2 separate regions of the Ovis aries genome follow, and region 1 is linked to region 2. The links are chromatin contacts, called in public Hi-C maps. All regions are on one chromosome and are shown on one strand. Each heading gives the region's core, a stretch centred on a gene start, on an enhancer-like site or on the middle of the called end of the contact. The rest is flanking DNA. Distances are from core to core; before and after follow the strand shown.

What was found. Hi-C and Micro-C count contacts between places; a contact is called where the count stands out from the background.
Region 1: a Hi-C map of blood shows a contact between it and region 2, with 4 times the contacts expected there. The contact joins two enhancer-like sites. A contact is called at or near these places in 10 of 16 Hi-C or Micro-C datasets (blood, liver, mesenteric adipose tissue and 4 more).

What each region holds. Positions count from the first base shown.
Region 1 is chr5:58,948,105-58,952,510 of ARS-UI_Ramb_v3.0, reverse strand. PPARGC1B (PPARG coactivator 1 beta) reads right to left here. Exons shown (of 12, transcript XM_027970395.2): 8 at 2,952-3,741. Among named protein-coding and RNA genes, the nearest start is that of PPARGC1B, 100 kb to the right of the region's middle. Within about 2 kb of position 1,965, at least 8 of the 54 cell types and tissues checked have an H3K27ac peak or open chromatin away from gene starts, as enhancers often do.
Region 2 is chr5:58,757,344-58,761,947 of ARS-UI_Ramb_v3.0, reverse strand. It overlaps ARHGEF37 (Rho guanine nucleotide exchange factor 37), which reads right to left. Exons shown (of 13, transcript XM_004008962.4): 13 at 4,536-4,604. Among named protein-coding and RNA genes, the nearest start is that of ARHGEF37, 58 kb to the right of the region's middle. Within about 2 kb of position 2,942, at least 14 of the 54 cell types and tissues checked have an H3K27ac peak or open chromatin away from gene starts, as enhancers often do.

The DNA of each region.
Region 1 (4,406 bases), core at 716-3,215, 190 kb before region 2:
CCGTCTGCATCCTTGGGAACACAGCAGAGAATGAGAGCAGGGGCTCCAGAGTCAGCTAGTATTCCGATGCTGATTCTACTACCTCTCTGCTGGTAACCCGGGACTGGCTATTTAAGCCAGTTCTTCATCTGTAAACTAAGGAGAATCAATTATATTTGCCTCCTCAGCCATTTGGGAGGATCAAATCAGAACATACCTGTACATGCTTAGCCCAGGAATGGCTCAGTACTTGCTGGCTATATTTTCCTATTGAACCTTTTTGAGCCTCAGTTTCCTCATCTATAAAATGGGGATGAAAAGCACTTGAGATTCCCTCAAGTAACTCTGTGAAGCTCAAAGAGGGTAATAGAAAGGGATGTGACTTGCAAACTTTAAAGCGCTATATAATGAGAGTACCGTTATCTACTTGCAGCAGCATTAAGTCTTCCCCCATGAAGAGCTGAGAGGGACTTAAAGGTGCTGCAAAGTGAAGTAAGTGAAGTTGCTCAGTCATGTCCGACTCTTTGTGATCCCATGCACTATAGCCTACCAGGCTCTGAGGAGCCTCTCAGTCCACAGAATTTTCCAGGCGAGAGTACTGGAGTGGGCTGCCATTTCCTTCTCCAGGGGATCTTCCCAACCCAGGGATGGAACCTGGGTCTCCCGCACTGCAGGCAGACGCTTTACCGTCTGAGCCGCCAGGGAAGCCCTGAAGGTGCTGTAGGGCTTGTTAAACCAGCTCAAAGCCTTCCTGTTGATTGATGTTTGGTAGCAGAAGCAAAAGTAGAGAAATGCTGGTCTGGAGAAGACTGATGACTAGTTTATCCAACTGACTAGCCATCAAGCTCTGCTAGGCAGCTGAGTAGGAACCAAGTTAACAATTAACTTTCTCCAGCGAAAGCCAGCCTGAACTTAGCCCAAAAGTGAGAAAGAGGAAAAGGAGAATCCATGGTGATTGAGAGAGGCCCCTGACTCTTGTGCCAAGCCCATGGGTAAAGGGCTGAACAGGCCAGGAGGGGAAGGAAGCCAAGAAGCTCCAGCTCTGGCCTTGGGGGATGTGCTTCAACAGGAGAAAAACCTTAGTAGCTCCTGAACAGACGCTGCAGAAGAAACCAGCTAACGTGAACACAGACAGACTAGCTCAAAGCGACCCGCTGGGGAAAGGAGAACAGAGCTGAAAGGGGGGCTCAGAGAGGTCTGACAGAAGATGGCTCTGACTAACTGTTCTGGCTTATTACATAGACAGGCTTTTACAGAAATTGCTCAAAACGAGTTTATTTTAAATAACAGATAGTCCAGGGCTTCACCATATTAATGTCTGGGGTTGGGGGGGCGGGGAGGGTGGTGTCCAGAAGTCCCCTAAAATCCAATGCCCAATTAGTTGTCTGCATACATTTTAATGGGGAAAGTAAGCTTTGTTTTCATCAGATTTTCAATTAAGAGCCACCAGTGTGTGTGTGTGTGTGTTAGTTGCTCAGTCATGTCCAACTCTTTGCAACCCCATAGACCATAGCCCACCAGGCCCCTCCGCCCATGGGACTCTCCAGGCAAGAACACTGGAGTCGGTTGCCATTTCCTTCTCCAAAAGGAACTATAGCTAGAAAGAAAGTGAAGTCGCTCAGTAGTGCCTGACTCTTTGCAACCCCATGGACTGTATGTAGCCTACCAGGCTCCTCCATCCATGGAATTCTCCAGGCAAGAGTACTGGAGTGGGTTGCCATTTCCTTCTCCAAGAGCCACCAGTAGAGATAAGAAAATATAAACAGGAATTTTTCTAAGGTTATCTTTCTACTACCTGAATTCTGTTTCTCAGAGTCTAGCGCTCTAGCAATGTCATCATTACCCCGGAACTTGTTAGAAATTCTCCACCCCACCCCCGACCTACAAAACCTGAGGCTCAGGGGGCGGGGCCCAGCCAACAGCTTGGCAAGGAGGCCTCCCGGGGATCCTGCTTGCTGCACTGCTCTGAACCCAGGAGCGCCATCTGGTGGTCACTCAGGTGCATCTCGAGCAGAGGGTTTGGGACCTGCACCCACGCTTCTAAAGCCTCCCCATCCAAAGAGCCGGATCCTGCTGTCATCAGGGAAGAGAAGCAACCTGTCTCCACCAAAAGACGCCAGACTTCCATTCTTTCTGCCCAGCTGCCCACAGAATTCTGGAACGGCTCCTTCTACAGTCCGGTTCAGTGAGCCAAGACGGGATAAGCAAATGCTTATGACACGTCATCCTGGTGTGAAGGAAAAAGAGCTCCCCCACTGGGTGGCTGACTGCTGGAAGACTGCACAACTCCGCAGCACCGAGAAATGAGAATAAACCTTACCATTGCTTTAAAGCCGGGTTTTTGGTGTTTTTTAAGAACACGTTAGAATTCTGCTAATCTTTGTTTTACAAGTAAATGTCACATAGGTATTACACTGTATAGATGTGTTGACCCTTGAACAACACAGGTTTGAACTCTGAGGGTCCACCAACACGGGTTTTTTTTTTCAGTAGTAAATACCACACTGTCAGAAGTTGCTGAATCTGCAGATACGGAGTTACCTTGGATGAGGAGAGTAGACTATAAGTTATACACAATTTTTGACTGTGTGGAGGATTGGTGTCCCTAATCCTTACATTATTCAAAGGTCAAGTGTATATGTTTACACAAAAACCTACCTATTTTACAAATATAAAAGCAGAAACAGATGAGTAAGGTCACAAAAGGCTAAAAAGTGTGTTTTCTTCCTCCCCCGAGGCCAGGCTATCCGGACCACTCCTCAATGGACCACTGGACCACACCACAGGCTTCGCTTGGCTTCAGGACTTGCCCATAACTCCCCAAGGAGTCCACCTCCAGGGCCTCTGACCAGGACACAGGCCACACAGGAAGCTGGGGCCCTGGTCTCAGAGCTCCTCTCTCCCCTGACACCTCAGAACTGGGGGTGCTCAGCTGCCCACCATCCATCCTGAGGCCACCCACCCATCCATACCTGAAGGTCCTCCGTGTGGCTGGTGACCGGGAGCGGCAGGATGAGGAGCCAGAGCTGGAGCGGCTGCGGGGACAGAGCCGCCGACTAGCCTTGCTGGGTGGGCTCTGGTAGGGGCAGTGGTCAGAGCGAGGGGGGCTGACCCCCAAGTCTTCTTCTTCATCGTCGTCCTCCTCCTCGTCCTCCTCCTCCAGGAGGAATGTGCTCTCGCCACTGCTGCTGCTGCTGTCTTCAAAGACAGTGTCATACTCGGGGCTCTTGCAGGAGGCCAGGTCTTCATCCTCCAAGGCTGTCTCTAGGAGCCCAAAGTGCTTAGTGAGGCTGGCACGGATCTCGTGGTCTCTCAGCAGCATGCTGTCCTTGGTGGGGGCACCAACATCACAGCTTCCGTCTTCTTCCCTGCCAGCGGCCTGGGCCTCAGCCCGTGGGGGCCCTGGCTGGGGCCAGTCCTTCAGGTGGGCCCCAGACGGCTCCCAGGACCTCAGCACCTTCCTCTGCAGGGCACCGTCTGGCTTCAGCACCTGGCAGTAGTCATGGTCGCCGAAGGAACAGGAGAAGGGTCGCTTCTGGCCAGCCTGGGAGGCTGGCTGGGCTGGGGCATGCCGCAGGTGGGACAGGAGCTCGCTCCGCTCTGGGCGCTTCTTTGGCAGCTTGTGGGCAGCCTCGGTGGTGGCCCCGAGCTGGGGACCCTCTGGGGTGGGAGCTCTGTCTTTGCCAGGGCTGTGCTTGATGTCTGGCTTGAAGGGGTCTTCCTCTGTGGGCTTATACGGAGGCGTGGTAGGCGGAGTGAGTCCTACCCAAGCAAGAGGAAAAATGTGAGACAGATCATTTCTCCAAGGAGCACTGAAACCCTCCTTTGGGAGGGCAGAGAAATAGCATGCGTCTCACCACTCTCCAGACCCAGTGGATGGCAGGCATCGCTAATCGATCACTGCGCTGCTGACTGAGCCGGGACATGGCCTGGGACTCCATCTCATACAGTCCATCAACAGTTTTTCGGAGCTGGCATGTGATGAAATCCATTTGCCATCCCTTCTGTAGCCTTGCAGAAGCCTCCAGGTTATCTGAGATCTCTCTTCCTGCTCCACATTGCATCATTCCACAAGCCCTCCCAAATGGTCATCCCAAATACCTCTGAAGTCTCCCAGGGTACAGAGGTGGCAGACACCACAGGCCAAAACCTCCCATCTGGATTTGACCACCACAGTGACCTTAGGTGGTTCTGCAACTGACCTGAGCCTTCACCCTCCCCCAGGTACCAGAAGGAACTTGCCAAAATGCCAGCGATCTCTTCCTTTCTGGGGCTCCTTGGAGCCTTGAGGATCTACGTGAACCCCTTCAGCCCGACATTCCTCTCAGCCTTTGATGTTTGCTCTTGCCTGGCCCCCCAGCACTACCATGGCCGGTCTCCTCCGATGCACCTGTACCTCCGCTTTTCTGTGCCTTTTTGCTCATGCC
Region 2 (4,604 bases), core at 1,693-4,192:
CCCCATTGCAGTTCTGGACACCTACTATCTGTCCCCATATCTCTGGGGCGTGTGTCCTGGGATCACAGTGATCTCCCAACCTCACAACTTGTCACCTGACTTGACCCTCTTCCTGGCCCTGGCAGCTGGGACTATGTTGCCAGCCCCAGCCCCGCTCCAGGGGAGAGGCCTGGGTTTCACTGCAAACTAGACACCAGCCTATTCCATGAAATGCCTATAGAATAAGGTCCACAGAGGCTGGTTGCTGTTGAGATTTGTAGGGGTTATTTTTTTGTTTTTATTTTTCTTTAGCTTGCAGATCTTGAGAGCTTCCTATGTGCCAGCACTGGATTAATCAGGTAAAGTGGATTCCCTCACATCACCCTCAAACAGCCCTCTGAGATATGAACAGAAGCTGCGGTGATTGCTATTACTGCACTGGCCTTTTCCCAGACCAGAGACTCTGCTGATGTGCCCAGAATCACTGAGACCCCAGAATCAAGACAAGCAGGCTCTTCCCTGGCCAGAAGCCCCACCTCCAGTTCCTATCTCACTGCCCCTCCCGAGCCTGGGCCAGACTCGAGGCCCTATGGCTAGAAGGAGGTGATCCCCTCCTCCCGCATGCAGCCTGGCTCTGCTCTCACACAGTGATCTGTGGGTCTCCTCTGGGTCTGCTTCTCCGGACCCTGTAGGAACAGCTTCAGCTGCCCCAAACAAGGGTTGATCTGCAGATTCTCACAGCCACTGACCCCGAGCCTGACCCACTCAGCTGCTGTCTACAGCTGAACACTCTTTCAAGAGCTCTGGGTGGGGAGGGCCCGACTGTTCCCTGACCCAGGGAAGGTGTAGCAGACTTGGTGATGCTCCCAGTCTCCTCTGAAGGCTGGGCAGCCCAAGGGGCAGAGGCATCTGGAGCTCCAGCTCCACTATCCACCACCTCCCTGTTCCCTTAGCCACTAAGCCACATAAGAGTCACTGTCCAGTCAGAAAGAGAACCACTCTATGACTTGTGAACAGAGAGACATGGGGAGGGAGTTACACAGGTTAAAGAAGACCCTGGAAGCACCACAGGGATTAACAATAGCAAAAAGACACTCTAGTCTCTAGGTTGGAGGAACGCAGGGAAGCGGCAGTGTTACTAATGCCGGTATCTGACGCTATCTGACAGAAACTGGAAGCACAGCCAGGCCTTCCCAAGGCCAAGAGGCAAGGAACCTGGAACCATGGAGGAGACCAGCCAAGGCAGAGATACAGCCTGAAACTGAGAGAGGGAGAAATATCTAGAGTTCTCCTCTCCTCCTTCCTGCCAGTGTCTCCCACTGGCCAAACATACCAGAAAATCAGAGGTCAGAGGAGCTTGGGAAATGTAGTTCTCTCTAGTACACAGCAGAGCTGGTCAGGGAATGAATGTGAGAGTGAGCAAGCAAATGACTAACCTCTGGAAATGAGAGCTGCTCAGAAGGGGTGGATGCAACTCCTACACCCGCTCTGGCCTCAATTTTTCTGAGGCTCAAGGCTGTTCCAAACCTTCAGCCACTGAACTCCCTTCCTACGCATAGGCCTCAAGGCTGCCCAGACCCCTGATGCATGGGTCCAAGGCAGGGAACCCAGAACCACCACCCTGAGGTGCCTGGAAGCATGGGAGCTGCCTGAGTCCTAACGGAACAGCACTCACTAGTGCTCCTGAGCTCAGCATAAATCAGAGCCCGCAAGGACAAATCTAATCTCCCCCTCTCTTTGTTCCTGAATCTGCTACTGGAACCTCCAGCAAGGAGCTTTGGTCCCCAAAGCTGCTGGGTCTCCTGGGAACACCCTGAGAAGATGCTTCTGGATGCAAAGGGCCCTAAGCCTATGAGCAGAGTCCTGCTTCAGTGCGCCTGCATGCCTGATTATCGCCTGAATCCCTGAATCGCTGCCTGACTTGTCCTGAGGCAGTGAACTGCAGAAAGTCCTATCACTGGGGAGAGGCAGGAGAATCTAGGACACTCCTGCCCATGACTGAGATTGTCCTGGATGGGAATGCTGCCCACCCTGACCCAGATGCAGCAGCAGGGATCCAGACCAGGGGAAGTCCCAAGAATCCCTTTGGGGTGTAACAGCAGCCTCTGAGGGAAAGGCTGGAACTAGTTTCCACGAGGCCCTCACAAGCCAGGGGGGCTTCATCTACATAAGGGAGTGGCCAGGCCTTGTCACCAGCCCCTATACTGAGAGAAAGACAGGCCCTGCAAACCTTCCTCCAAATGTCATGTCATCTCCCCTCACGTCCCCATAATAATGATAAGTATGTTTATTGAGTGCTAATGAGTCAGGTCCTGGCTCATTTATTCCTCAAAAGAACCTTGTGAAACAGGTCCTATGGAGATCCTCATGGATGGTCAGAAAATATGGCTCACAACCTAACAGAAGTTTGATGACAACAATAGTCACAATAGCATAAAAGAGAACGGTGCTCCCCAGAGATCCAAGGAAGGAAAATTAATGTCTGATGAAGTAGTGAGTGAAGTGGAGACACACGTAGGGCTTTCACAGGACATAGACATGAAGCTAATTCTTCAGAGGAGATTCTCCACCAGGGCAGCCAACCCACACTCTGGCAGAAGATGTACTAGGGGGGGATCTTCTGTGACCTGCACAATCTCCACACAGAAGAGTTCACATCAAAAAACAAAACAAAACCCTGGTATTTGATTTCTCTCAAAAAATCAGAATGCCTGGCACCACTTGGCCCTCATTCTGATGTGGCAACACTGACCGAAGCCGAGCAGCTGTAAGCTCCTGCAGCTGGAGTGTGTTCCTGCTGGTCCATAACAGCCCCTGCCACTCCCTAGGGTCTTTCACCTGGCCCTTCCTCCCATCTGCACCACCTGCCTGGCAGCCTCTGTATTCAATTTGACTGGGGGCTCTTCCAGGCCCAATCTCAGCTGATAGAGCCCTGCTGCCACCTAGTGGTCCAAGTTCACAAGTTCCCTCACTACACAGCAGTGACGCTCCCGTTGTGATCAACCACCGTTCACAAGCGTTTCCTTCAATCCTCTCACTTGCCCTGCGAGAAGAGGAATTGCACACACTTTACAGAAGAGAAAAACATCTGGGACACTCCAGCCCATGTCTTGGATTGCCCTCAATGGGAAAGGTGCCCACCCTGACTCAGAAAAAGGAAGTTCAAAAATTACTGATAAGAAAAACAGAAGACCAAGGGGCAGGCTGGGGACCCTCATCAAGCTTGTTCACATGCACAAACTTGTAGTAGATAAGTTTGCTACTTGCCTGTGGCCAGGTAGGCCCTTACCCTTGTAAGGCCTACACATGTTAAGGCCAAGTGCTAGACACTTACACCACGATGCTGCTTTCCAGGGCCTGAGAAGTCTTCCCTTTCCCCTTCCCCAATCCTGTGTGCTTAGTCACTTAGTTGTGTCCGACTCTTTGAGACCCTATAGACTGTAACCTGCCAGGATCCTCTGTCCATGGAATTCTCCAGGCAAGAACACTGGCATGGGTAGCCATGCCCTTCTCCAGGGGATCTTCCAACCCAGGAATCGAACCCAGGTCTCCCCACATTGCAGGCAGATTCTTTACCACTGAGGTACCGGGGAAGCCTGGTGGCTCAGTCAGCTCCCCAATCCTACCTATCCACAAACCCAGCACCAGCCCCACTTCCTCCAGAAAGCCTCCCTGATCCCCTCAGCATCCCCAAAGCTCCTCCTTGTCTGAACATCTAGAAGCCTGGGCCATAACAACTTCTGGGGCTGACAGCATTCTGCCCTGTGGTACCAGGTAACTGCTTGATGCTCATATGTCCTTTATAGCTGGATGGGAGATACTTGGAGGCAGGCTTTGGTGTCCCAATCCCATCTGGGTGTTACCTGAGCAATGTGTATTGAACATCTATAACTTGAGGCATGTGACAGATGCTTAGGGAGATCCAGGGATGAACTAGAACTTGCATCCTAAACCACAATCCCGGGTGTCACTCTTCTGCTTGAAACCCTTTAGTGCCCCCTGACTGCCTTCACAATAAACCCCAAAGCTCCTTACCATGCACAGCTCACTAAGCCATCTCCCACCGCACCCACCACCCCTACACACAGCATGTGTTTCAGCCTTACAGCATTTCAGTTCCCAGATGAGCCATGCTTGCTCTTATCTCTGCCTTTGCACATGCCCTCCCTCCCACCTTCATCTATTCCATTTCCCATCAGCTTGGATATCACTTCTTTCAGGAAGCCCTCCTGAGCCACCAAGTCTAAGTCAGCGGCTGGCCTCCCCCTGGGCTCTGGTGGCACCTGTTATCTAAGCTGTTATCAACAACTAACACGGTGTGTAACTGTTGCCTTGCCTGCCTCCTTCATCAGTATAAGCTTTGGGAGGGCAGGGCCCCGATCTTAGACTTCTCACTGCATCCCCAACAGCCAAGGCCAACTCCTGGAGACACTGAAGATATGCAGTAGACACTCATTAAATGAACACATGAATAAATGAGGTGCCATTTTTATATACAGCAAGTGTCTAGTGAGCAAAGGTCCAATGGTTAGAGTCACACAAATTTCAGCAACATATCATCTTTAAGACCTTTATTCCCAGTAGTTGACATCAGTTATTCACCAAGCTAGAACTCAGCACATTAA